Regions from separate parts of the Mus musculus genome. Here region 2 is linked to region 1. Evidence: chromatin contacts called from public HiCAR-type data. All regions are on one chromosome and are shown on one strand. Each heading gives the region's core, a stretch centred on a gene start, on an enhancer-like site or on the middle of the called end of the contact. The rest is flanking DNA. Distances are from core to core; before and after follow the strand shown. Region 1 holds the start of Ppfibp1 (PTPRF interacting protein, binding protein 1 (liprin beta 1)). Region 2 holds the start of Caprin2 (caprin family member 2).

Evidence for each region. HiCAR-type assays count read pairs that join an accessible place to other places.
Region 2: a HiCAR-type map of astrocytes shows a contact between it and region 1, with 5 times the contacts expected there. The contact joins the promoter of Caprin2 here to the promoter of Ppfibp1 in region 1. A contact is called at or near these places in 2 of 39 promoter capture datasets (cranial neural crest and pre-B cells) and 1 of 115 datasets of contacts at active chromatin or transcription factors (astrocytes).

The regions. Positions count from the first base shown.
Region 1 is chr6:146,884,763-146,890,567 of GRCm38.p6, forward strand. It overlaps Ppfibp1 (PTPRF interacting protein, binding protein 1 (liprin beta 1)), which reads left to right and starts at 3,732. Exons shown (of 31, transcript NM_001355728.1): 1 at 3,732-3,921.
Region 2 is chr6:148,892,728-148,898,890 of GRCm38.p6, forward strand. It overlaps Caprin2 (caprin family member 2), which reads right to left and starts at 3,510. Exons shown (of 19, transcript NM_181541.4): 1 at 3,291-3,510; 2 at 2,210-2,429. The coding sequence starts at 2,386.

The DNA.
Region 1 (5,805 bases), core at 2,482-4,981:
TTTCTCCAGCCCCTGAGGCTATCTTATAAACATTCAGTATCACAATAAAATCCAAATGTAGAACAGGTAAGAGCTGGGACCATGGTAGAAAGGAGGGAGTCAGAGGCTGAAATGGCCCCCACCGGCCCTGCTCAGTGTGACTCCTGGTTTGATCTGCTCCAGATTGGGTCTTTTTCAGCTTTCCTTTTGAGTCTCTTGTTCCTTACACTTCGGTGGCAGCTGTTATCATTCCAGCTGTAGAGGGAACAGGAGGCAACTTCCTGTTATTCTATCCTGCCATCTCTATGGGGGTGGACGTTCCCTCCCCCTCCTGTGGCTGGCTGTGGTTTTGGAAGAACTGGAGTCTGGAGGCAGCCATCCTGTGACTAGGGCTTTAGGAGCGGCTGGAATCTTCCAGCCACCCTGTGAGGGCACCTGGGAGCAAAGCAGAAAGCAGGCACTGACTGAGGGAAGAGGAGGCTGGAGTAGTAGAGAGAAGTCAAAGGATGAGTTCTAGGTTGAATGAGAGACTGGCAGGAGGAGGGGGAGGGGGGAGGGGAAGGGGAAGGGGAGGGGAAGGGAAAGGCCTGCTGCTGAAAGGAACAGGGGCAGAGGGACATTGAGAGAAAGCCATGGGGAGGTGGTTGATGTTTTTGGCTGGAAATAATTCAGGAGTAGACTTCGTATGCAGAAGTGACAGGCCCCATTTTCTCCAGCCCTCTGTAGTTGTTACATTTGCTAAAGTCTCTCTTTGCATTTGGCACAAGGAATACACAGAGGCTCTTCAAAAAGTTTTAAACTTGATGCTGATGTGTGGTACAGACCTGTAACCCTAGCATTCTGGAGGCTGAGGCATTGGCTACATGTCCAGCCTGGGCTGCATCGTGGGTTCCAGGCCAGCCTGGACTACATAGTGAGACTGTCTCAAATATCAAATTTGCTGGGTATGGTGATGTATGCCTTTAATCCCAGCATTCCGGAGGCAGAGGCTTATGCACCTCTGTAGGTTCCAGGCCAGTGTGTTCCAAGACATCCAGGCTACATAGTGAGACCCTGTCTCAAAACAAACAAAACCCCCGCTCCTTTCACAAACTATAAAATGTTAAGAGAAAGGCAGGCAGGAAATACCTTGCTTTTTGTTTTGTTTTGGTTGTTTTTTGAGACAGGGTTTCTCTGTAGAGCCCTAGGTGCCCTGGGACTTGCTCTGTAGATTAAGCTGGCCTCAAACTCAGAGATCCTCTTGCCTCTGCCTCTCAAGTGCTGGAATCAAAGGCATGTATCACCATTGCCACTGGCAGGAAATATCTTTAACGAGGTAAAACTCAGCCTTTACACACCTGTAAAATACCTCCCACGGTAACCTTGGTAGGCATTGTGGGCCCCACTTAGAGTGGAAGTAGCTGAAGTTTCAAGTAGATAATTTGAGTGTTACACAGCATGTGGCAGAGCTCTGTAGAGGTCCACTCCCAGACCTCCCCACCCTGCCCTGTGATTTCACTGTGGCACACAGCAGGTCCTGACAGGTCAAAGCTTTAATTGGACCTTGACAGAAGAGTAGGCAATCTACTTATACCTTTGGTGAAAGTGACAAAAGATGGCACCCAAGCAGTGTCTGTGAGTCTCTCTACTAGAGGGATGGACAGAAGAGGGAGATGGGTGGGGGTGGGGATAAAATAGAAGCCTGACCAGGGCTAGTTTTAGGAGACCAGCTGAGAATTTCAGGGCAAGATGTTGATGACAAAAACAAACACTTCAGAAGCTCATTTGGTTTGGTGTAGACAATCACCGCTGGGGAATTCAAGGGAAGGCTTCAGAATAGAGTCAGTCAGACAGTTACCATGGTGACAATATAAAGTCAGTGCGAGCACAGGGGGCAAGTCTAGTTTATCTGTGTAGCTTTAGAGTTTCTGAAACTGTGTGGAGTATGAATAATCAATACTATTTTTTTTTTAAATGTGAGTCTCTTGCCCAGAGGTACCCCTGGGGGACAGAAGAGAGCGTCAGATCCTCTGGATCCGGCTTTATAGTCAGCTGGGACCTTGCTGAGGCTTTGACTCCTTATGTTAAAATCAGTTTACTTCCCATGGACAGGTGGGCTGGGAAGAGCATATGGGACACAATGAGGGACATTGTGAATCCATTGTGGTAGAATGGCGAATGTGCGACGTCATTAATCAAAGAACACACAATAAAGCCAGCTGAAAAGTCACATGTCACACACCTTAATCCCAGCATCTGGGATTAGTGGAAGAAGGTTCCTGAGTTCAAGGCTGGCCTATGTTACATAGTGAGTTCAAGGATAGCTTCAGCTACTTAAGAATCTGTCTCAAGAAAACTAAAATCAAACCCCCCAGTCAACACATACACAAACACACCACCTTCCGTTCCCCAGGGTGGTGGCAGCGGCGGCGGTGGGGGCTGGGGAGGCTCATAGCCAACAAAAAGCTAACAGAAACTAATCATATTCTGTATCCATAAAGCTGCTTTTCATTATTCAGTTCAGTTCTGGGTCTGACAGGGGAAACTGAAAGAAGGGCTCCTGAGAATCTCCCTGACTTTGCAGCCAAGAGGATTACACAGCTGATATCCACCAGAGGGTAAATAGTAGTTAATTCTTAATTGTTAGCTCAGTCACTGCAATTGGTTCAACAGTAATTATTATCATGTGGTTTGAACTCAGTTGTGAGGGTTCTCCCTTTTCAGTTGTGCATCAAAACAGAAGCCTTATGGGACTTAAAAAGTTCAGCATAGGGCCTGAAGAGATGGCCAAACAGTTAACCTCTTCTGCTCTTTTTGCAGAAACACTTGAGTTCAGCCCACAGCCCCTATCTCACAACTGGGAGAATTCAATGCTTCTAGCCTCCATGGGTACACACACATACTACACATAATTAAACAAAATAACAAAAATAGCTGGGTGTGGTGGTACACATCTTTGATTTGAATAGTTTGAGGCGGAGGCAGGCAGATAGCTGTTCAAGACCAGTCTGGTCCACACACAGTTTCACGACAGGACAAACAACAACAACAAACTCCAACAAAAATAATAATAAAAAATCTTTAAAAAGCAGGTTATTGCTGAGTGTGGGCCTGTAACCTCAGCTATTAGGAAGGCTAAGGTAAAAAGATAACAATTTGAAGACCAGCCTTGATATGTGTCACAGCGGGGGGGGGGAGAGGGGGGGAAAACCTCGAAAAAATATAAATAGTAAAACATTTACCCCCTCCCTCTGGAGAGTTCATTTTATTTCTCTGGAAGCTTGCGTGTCTTTTTATTTTTATTTTTGTCTCGTTACTAAATGCAAAAGCAGCCACGTGGTTGAGCGCCGCTAGATGACCACGCGGAACTAGGGTGGCCACCTCTGGGATCCTCGTCCGCTCAGTCTCTGTAAGTCCTCAGTTTCCCCTCCGGGGCCTTTTACTTTATCCGCGGGGCTCCCCGCCCGCCACGTCCGCTCGGTCCGCGACACAGAGGCGTTCTTTCGGGATGAGCGTCGCTTCTGACCCGGGAAGAGCTGCGAGCGACCGCCCGGCTCAGCGCAGCCCTTTATCCGCGCCCTACGGACCGCAGCGGACCGGGCGCGCTCCCCACCGACGCCCACTCCCAGCTCCGCTGGGCTCGGCCAGGAATGTGGGAGACCAGGCGCCGCCTCGGAGTGACCGCGCGCCCGGCCAATCAGCGGGCCGCAAGCGCGAGGCCCCGCCCCCTCCGCCCCTGGGGCTGGTTCCCGCCGGGGGAGGGGCGGGGCGGTGGGACGAGGAGGACCGAGGGGAGGCGGCACCTGGGCGGCGGTGATGTCAGCCGGGCGCTGTGCTCCGGCCCCGGCTCCTGTCGCCGTGTAGGGCGCGGGGGCGGCCGCGTCGAGAGTGGCGATCTGGCAGCCGGGCGGGTCCCGGGAGGCGGAACTGCAACTTGTGGAGCTCGGCGGCCCTCCGCCTCAGGTAAGCCAGCCGCGGGCGGTTCCTTCTGCGACCCGCGCCCGCGTTCTCGGGGATCTCTAGTGAGTGGGGGGCAGCAGCTTCGGGGTGACAGGAAGGGCTCGTCTGGGTCCTCGGTTCCCTCACCCGGACTCCCCACAGCACAGAACTCCAGTCAGGGAAGTGTGCTCGGACTCCCCCAGAGACTCCAGTCAGGGAAGTGTGCTCCCAGCTCACACCCAGACTCCCCTCCACAGACTCCAGTCAGGGAAGTGTGCTCCCAGCTCACACCCGGTCTCTCCTTCACACCACAGTCTCCAGTCAGGGAGATGTGCTCCCAGTTCACACCCGGTCTACCCCCCCCAGCACCCCCCCCCCCAGACTCCAGTTAGGGAAGTGTGTTCCCAGCTCACATCCAGACTTCCCTCCACAGCCTGCAGCCAGGGAAGTGTGCTCCCAGCTCACACCCGGACTCCCCGACCCCTTACACACCCACAGTCTCCAGCCAGGGTAGTATAAGCCCATCTCATACTCGTCCCCTCACCATACCATAGACTCTGAATCACAGAACTCCAATCAGTGAAGTGTGCTGGGACCCCACGCCTCAGAATCCCCACCACACCACAGCCTCCAGTCAGAGAAGTGTGCTTCCAGCTCACTCCTGGACTCCCCACCACACCACAGACTCCAGTCAGGGAAATGTGCTGGGACCCGAACACCCCAGAATCCTAGTACCATGGAACTCTAGTCAGGGACATGCGCACAGTTTTACACAGTGGGTATCTCACCACGCCACAGACTCATTCAGGACAGTGTGAGCCCATTTCACACTTGTCCTCCCACCACACCATAGACTCTGATACCACAGAACTCCAATTACAGAAGTGTTCTGGGACCCTACACCCCAGAGTCTCCACCACACCACAGACTTCAGTTAGGGAATTTTCGTGGGACCCCACACCCCGGAACTACTCCAATAATACCATACGCTCCATTCAGGGAACTGCAATGGGACCCAGACTCCCTGTAATATACCCCAGATTCCAGTCAGGGGACTGTGGTGGAACCCCAGAATCCCTATATAATACTGCAGAGCCACGCCACACATTTGGAAAGTGTGCTCAGACCCTGAATCTCGGTTTCCTCATATTACAAGAGAATGCCCATCAGGGACATATGCTTGAGCCCAGTCTCCTACACTACTACAGAACCAGCAGGGAAGTATATGTGCAGGTGGGAATATTTAAAAGTGTCACAAATATGTGAATCATCTTCCCAGAAAGTAAAGAGAAAATAGTTTTATGTTTTCTCAGTTTCCTTACATCCTACCATATATTGCTTAAGTAAAAGAACATCAGTGTTATCCTTGCATATCAATGTAAAATATTTTTTATGTAGTCCAGTTAGGATGTGAGAAATTCACTTGTATATATTCGTAGCTGTGGGAAAACTGGTTTCTTGGGGGCACAATTCTATAACTCTGTTGGTGTTTATACACCAGAGCAGTTAGGAAAGCGGCTGACAATCTAGATCTTGCCTGGGGCTTCTTGAGAAAAAGTTGAATGAAGGCTGTTAGTTGTGTTTTCAGGGTTCACTTTTAGAGAAAGGAGTTTAAGTTTTATTTTATTACTTTTTATTTTTAAAACAGGATTTCACTATGTAGCTCTGGCTGTTCTGAGCCACTGTGCAGACCGCTCAGGCCTCAAACTCACTGAAGTCTGCCTGTCTCTGCTTCCTAACTCTTAGGGTTAAGCCTGTGCCAGCATTACTGGTTGGGAAAGGAGTTTTAACAGGGGAATGCTGGGAAGCATGGTATACAAACTCTTAATAATGAGAATATGATTTTTTTCCGATGTGGGACCAAAACAGACCCTTGCTTTCAGTAAGAATTGACAGCAGTGTGAGGGG
Region 2 (6,163 bases), core at 2,260-4,759, 2.0 Mb after region 1:
GTTGTTGATAAACATCCCACAATACTCAGGACAGCCAGAAATGATCTAGCACAGTGGTTCTCAACCTGTGAGTCCTGACCCCTTTGAGGTCACTTATCAGATATCCTTTATCTTAGATATTTACATTATGATTCATAACAGTAGCAAAATTAGTTATTAAGTAGCAATAAAATAATTTTAGGATGGAAGGGTCACTACAACATGAGGAAATTTTTTTTTTGTTTTGTTTTGTTTTTTGAGACAGGGTTTCTCTGTGCAGTCCTGGCTGTCCTGGAACTCACTTTGTAGACCAGGCTGGCCTTGAACTTAGAAATCCACCTGCCTCTGCCTCCCGAGTGCTGGGATTAAAGGCATGCACCACCACGCCCGGCTTGAGGAACTCTATTAAAGGGCCTCAGCATTAGGAAGGTTGAGAACAACTATCTAGCACAAAACATCAGAGGCATCATAGCTGGCTAGCTTATCTACATTAGCTCATGCTTGCATATACTATTATTACCTGTTGAACTGTGTGGCATATTCATAACAGTTAACTTTAGAACAGTAGTGCCAAAATGTAAAGCTATCTTTCATACAAAATTTTCTAGTTAAGAAAATATACAAGCCGGGCATGGTGGCGCATGCCTTTAATCCCAGCACTCGGGAGGCAGAGGCAGGCGGATTTCTGAGTTCCAGGCCAGCCTGGTCTACAGAGTGAGTTCCAGGACAGCCAGAGCTATACAGAGAAACCCTGTCTCAAAAAGCCAAAAAAAAAAAAAAAAAAAAAAGAAAGAAAAAAAAAAGAAAATATATAAAATGGGCTAGGGAGACTCAGCAGTTAAGAGTGCTGACTGCTGTTTCAGAGGACCCCAGGTTCAATTCCCAGCACCCATATGGCAGCTCACAATTGTCTGAAACTCCTGGATCTGACACCATCACAGACATATATGCAAACACCAATGCACATAAAATAAAAACATAAATTTAAAAATAAAACTCATAAAAATAAAATTCATCTATTAGCCACAAATTCATGACATAAACCACTATACTATACCACAAGCATTTTGCAGATTCTTCCTATACTGGTTTTCAGTCTTAAAATGCTTTCCTAGAAGGTGAAAACAAAGGCACTGGTCTAGCATACAGGCATTCAGAATTAAAGAGGTGGTACTAGGCTGGATAATACAGGAATACACATATTTCTGCTCTGAGGAAAAACATCAATGAATTTCCACTAATAGACCTTGCACTGACTAGTTCTCAGAGCTAAGGAACTTGTGCTGACCCAGGAACAACTTAGTAATCAAATGCCAAAGATGTATGGAAAAAGATAAACAGAAACAACTACCAGCCAGGGCTTCAGCACTAATTTCCAAAGCAAGGGAAGTACATATACCTCTCCACTATAAAATCAAAAACAAAAAACCTACCTGCCAGGCGGTGGTGGCTTGCCTCTTTATTCCCAGCACTCAGGAGGCATAGACAGATCTCTATGAGTTTGAGACCAGCCTGGTCTAGAGAGAAACCCTGACTCAAAAAACAAAAACAAAACAACCTTCCTAAGGTTTTACTAGGTTTTCAGCACAATATAGATCCAGATACTTATTCAGCTTTATCTGTCAAATGCAGATGAGAATCTCGACCCAACAATGCATCCCAAAGAACTGGGATGACTGGATCACAGGCTAAATGACTCAGGAAGTAAGAAATTATCTAATCTTTACCATACAACTAACTGTGATGTTAGGCTAGTAAGAATCCAAGTCTCTTTACAAAGCTGTCTACAATACTTTCACCAATCTTAAACTGGTATCTAGCAGTGGGGAAAAATAATAAATGCTGAAACACTTTCTGGCTCATGGTAAAATGCTTCCAGAGACTGCAGCAGCCATACTGCTGTATCACTTGCTACAGTCACAAGGAAAACGAACTAAACTATCAAGCTATTCCTTATCTAAGCTACAATAATATAACTCAAGAAATGCATCAGACCTATAATAGCCAACTCTTCAAATATTTCAAAAGCAATGTGTGAAGAATAGTTATTCAGCTGTGTCGGCAAACAGAGCAAACATTTAGCCTGGATGCTTAATTGTTCCCAGGCAACTAAGTCTCAAGGTCGATTAAACTTGCAAGAAGATCTATGTTCTCTGATATAAAGAATGTCGAATCCTTAACCTGGCTTATGGTAATGCACACTCAGGGATGGGAGGGGTAGAAAGGTTACCTTCTTCTTCTCGATGTTCCTAATTTTGTGTTTAAGGCATATAAGTCCATTATCAATATAGGTTTCATATGCCTGGGAAGGAGATGCAGCAGAACTGAGAGTAGACTGCAGGGGGCTCAGAGCCCGCTGGTTTTCCCCTTGCTGATCCTGGTTCACTTGGGACTTGGCTGACTTCATACTTCCCACTTTTCCCTCCTCTGAATGGCCGGCCTGAAGGTGACTGGTAACCGAAAAGGGATGGAGAGAGTTGCACCACTGAAACAGATGAGGCTAAAGGATGGGGGCAGGAGGAGTTAAGTACCAATGTAAACTAAAGGTGCACAACGAGGAGCTTCTTTAAAATGAAATGAAGTCAAAACATAACGTTGATTCAGACAGCGTACTTCCACTCCCCTACTAAGGTTAATTGACACAAGCAATAGCCAATAAAGACAGTCTATACGTAGGCAAAATTTACACTATAGGAATGTTTCCAGAAGTTCTATTCCCCACATGGAGAACTGCTAAGCAAGCGGAAGGCTTCTGATCTCATTCTGAATAATTTCTATGGTCGGGGGCGGAGGGTGAGGGTTGCAGCCACAACTTCAAGCTATCTCAAAGTCTACGTGAACCAAGTTTCTTGTACTAAATGACAACACTCTTTGACTGTCCAGGACCTAACCAAGTGCATCCCCCTGGACACTGCTGCCAAGTCTCACAAACTGTACGCCGAGGTGGCTTCCAGTTGTGTTTACAGTAACTCACAATCACTCACTCCTATACTGGCAAGCCTTCCGCTACCCGCACCAAGGAACCGGGAAACCAAGGAGTCGGACACTTCAACTCTATTCAGAAATCCTGCCCGTAAGGAGCAAGACCAGAGCTAGACAGCCCCTGGACACCATTGCTCGTTCAAGTGCCCCAAGGGCCCGAGTAGAGGAGCCCCAGTCAGGGTCACAGTCTAAGGGCCCACGCAGCCCACCAGACGCAGAGCGCTCTGCAAAGCCGCTGAGAAGCCCGACCCCAGAATGCTGGGGCACCACGCTTCTCCACCCCGCCGCGGCCGCGCAGACCCACCCACCCCGCCGCCGTCCTGCTTCACCTCCCCGGCTGCCTCCGAAAGCGCGCGGGAGTCCTGCGCGCTGCAAAGTGGGCGAACTCCACCCCGCACTCCCTTCTCCCCCCGCGTCCCTTCCTCCCGCCTCAGCTTAGCCTGCGGCCACCGCCGACAGTGCACCCAGCCAACTCCGCTGCTCGCGCCCAAGCTGTCCCCCTCAAGGCGCGCGCAACTTATGTAGGCCGCGCACGGCGCGACCACGCCCAAATCCCGCCTATTTCCGGTCCTCTGCCCCGCCCTCTAGCACGCGAGCTCCCCTCGGAGGCTTCGCCTTCCGGTGTCCCCTCCCACTCCCCTCTCGTGCGCTAGACCACCACAGTCCGCCCTTTTCCGGTACCCGGGACCTGCGAGGGACAGGTCCTTTCCGGTGCCCCTCTCTGCAAGCCTGCGCTTGGCGCGTACCTTCCCTGCGCTTCTCTGTTGCGCCTGAGGCTGGTGTGAGATACTGCACCTGGTAGCATGGATGGGCCCGCTTGTTTCAGCCAGCACTGGTGCAGATGATTTCAATTCTTGGAAAAGAGGCAGCAAGTCCTGCGCAGAATGACCAGATAAGCCAGCCTTCAGGCTCTAATGGTTTAAATGGGCACTTCTAAAATACAAGAGCACCCTTGCCCCACAGATGATTTTTCATTGTAGAATGAGTCAGAGGACTCAGCCTGTAAGAGCAGCAGAGTAGATGACTGCAGCCTTTGTAGTAGGAGGGTATGCGCCAAGGCTATGTGTCGCTATGAAGCAATTCATTTCATTGGCACTAAAAGAGTTGTTAAAATTATTTGTTGGGCCGGGCAGTGGTGGCGCACGCCTTTAATCCCAGCACTCGGGAGGCAGAGGCAGGCAGATTTCTGAGTTCGAGGCCAGCCTGGTCTACAGCGTGAGTTCCAGGACAGCCAGGGCTACACAGAGAAACCCTGTCTCGAAAAAAAGAAAAAAAAAACAACAACAAAAAAAAGTTATTTGTTGGGTTGCATAAAGTTAACAGAAAACAGGAAGAATGTCAGCTTCTGAAGGACTGGTGGTAGTTCCTGTATCAAATGAGGTTTTAGGGGTAGATTACTCCCTAATACCAGGGAGGCAGGAACAGACCTAAACAAAAAACACTACCTCATAAACTAAATAAAATAATAAAGTTAATAAATTAAAACTTGTGCCCAAGTATTTTACCAAATAGAATTGGTTTTAAGTCCTATCCTTGAGGCAAGGGTAATTATTTAGAACAGGGCAGTCAAAAGCATAATCAAGTAAATAAATGGAAAGTCTGGACAAGACCACCCAAAAATCACCTTGGCTTTGGCACTTCTTGTTACCTATTACATGTTTACCTGCATGTATGTTTATGTACATGGTTGCCTGGTTCCTGCTGTAGGTCAGAAAAGGGTGTTGGATACCCTGGAACTGGAGTTATAAACAGTTGTGAACCACCACGTGGGTGCAGGGAATTGAGCCCAGGGAGGGCCTGTGGAAGAGCAGCCAGTGCTCTTAACCACTGAGTCATCTCTCCTCCCTGTCCTATTATGTTCTTTAATGTTGTATTTTAGCTTTGAATCTCTGAACTATACCTGCAACTTGAATATTAGACAAACACTATGTTGTCTGTTTTCCTCATTTATAACTAGAGAAAGAACAGGCTGCTGAACTGACCAATAGACTTACCTTTTGCCACACAGAGTGGCCATGAAGCCTGTGATGAGCACACCTTCAGATAACTGAACTGACACATTTATATTTGCATATGCCTTTGTTGGCCTATGCTAATAATGAACCCAAAAATAATATTTCCAACCAGGGGTTGTGGCACATACCTTTACAGGCACACAACTCCCAGCACTCAAGAGGCCGAGGCAGGAAGATTATAAGTCTGAGGATAGCCTGAATCTCCAGATTTACCATAACTATCATTTGGGCCATTAGATTGAGATATAATCCTAACTACTCAATGGGAGAATTGCTAATAAATCTGTTAATTTATTTAATAACATGGGACATAGGCTGAATCAAGAGAAAATACAAAAGCACAAATAATTAAATTTCAGTTGCAATAAGGGTATAGTTTGTATAAGCTTGTAATAACACTAGTAAGAGAATACCCCCACAATAATGTTGCAGCAGTGTTTTCTGAAAATTAAAAAAGGAGAATGACATACACACACAAAAAAGGAGAATGAATTGGGAAAAACTCTCAACTTTTCATGCCAGCTCTTCAGCAGCCGAGGCAGGAGGATCACGAGATCTAGACCAGCTTGTACCACTTAGGTACAAAACAACAAACAGAAGAGAGGGGCTCACGGGAGTGAGGGTGGGGTACAGTGGTAGATTGCCTGCCTAGCATGTATGAGGCCTAGGATTCCATCGTCAGCACAACAGAATTGTAAATATGAATTTTAAAATAGGGCTGGAGAGATGGCTCATCGGTTAAGAGCACTGACTGCTCTTCCAGAGATCCTGAGTTCAATTCTCAGCTACCACATGGTGGTTCACAACCATCTGTAGTGGGATCTTATGCCCTCTTTTGTCTGAAGAGAACAATGGTGCACTCATATACATAAGATAAACAAGTAAATCTTAAAAAAAAAAAAAAAAGATTTTGAAAGTATTCAGAGATAGGGGCCAGAGAGGAAGCTCAGTGGTTAAGGGCAGCTCTTCCAGATGACCTGAGTTCAATTCTCAGCATTACAAGAGGGCTCACAACTGTCTGTCTGTAATTCTGTCTTCTGCCTTCTGTGGGCACTAGGCATGCATATTGTTCAGAGACACATATGCTGGCAAAAAGATAACCTCATACACATAAAATTTAAAAAAAAAAAAAAAAACTTTTGCCAGGTGTAGTGGGGCAGCTTATAACCCCAGTACTCTAGGAAATA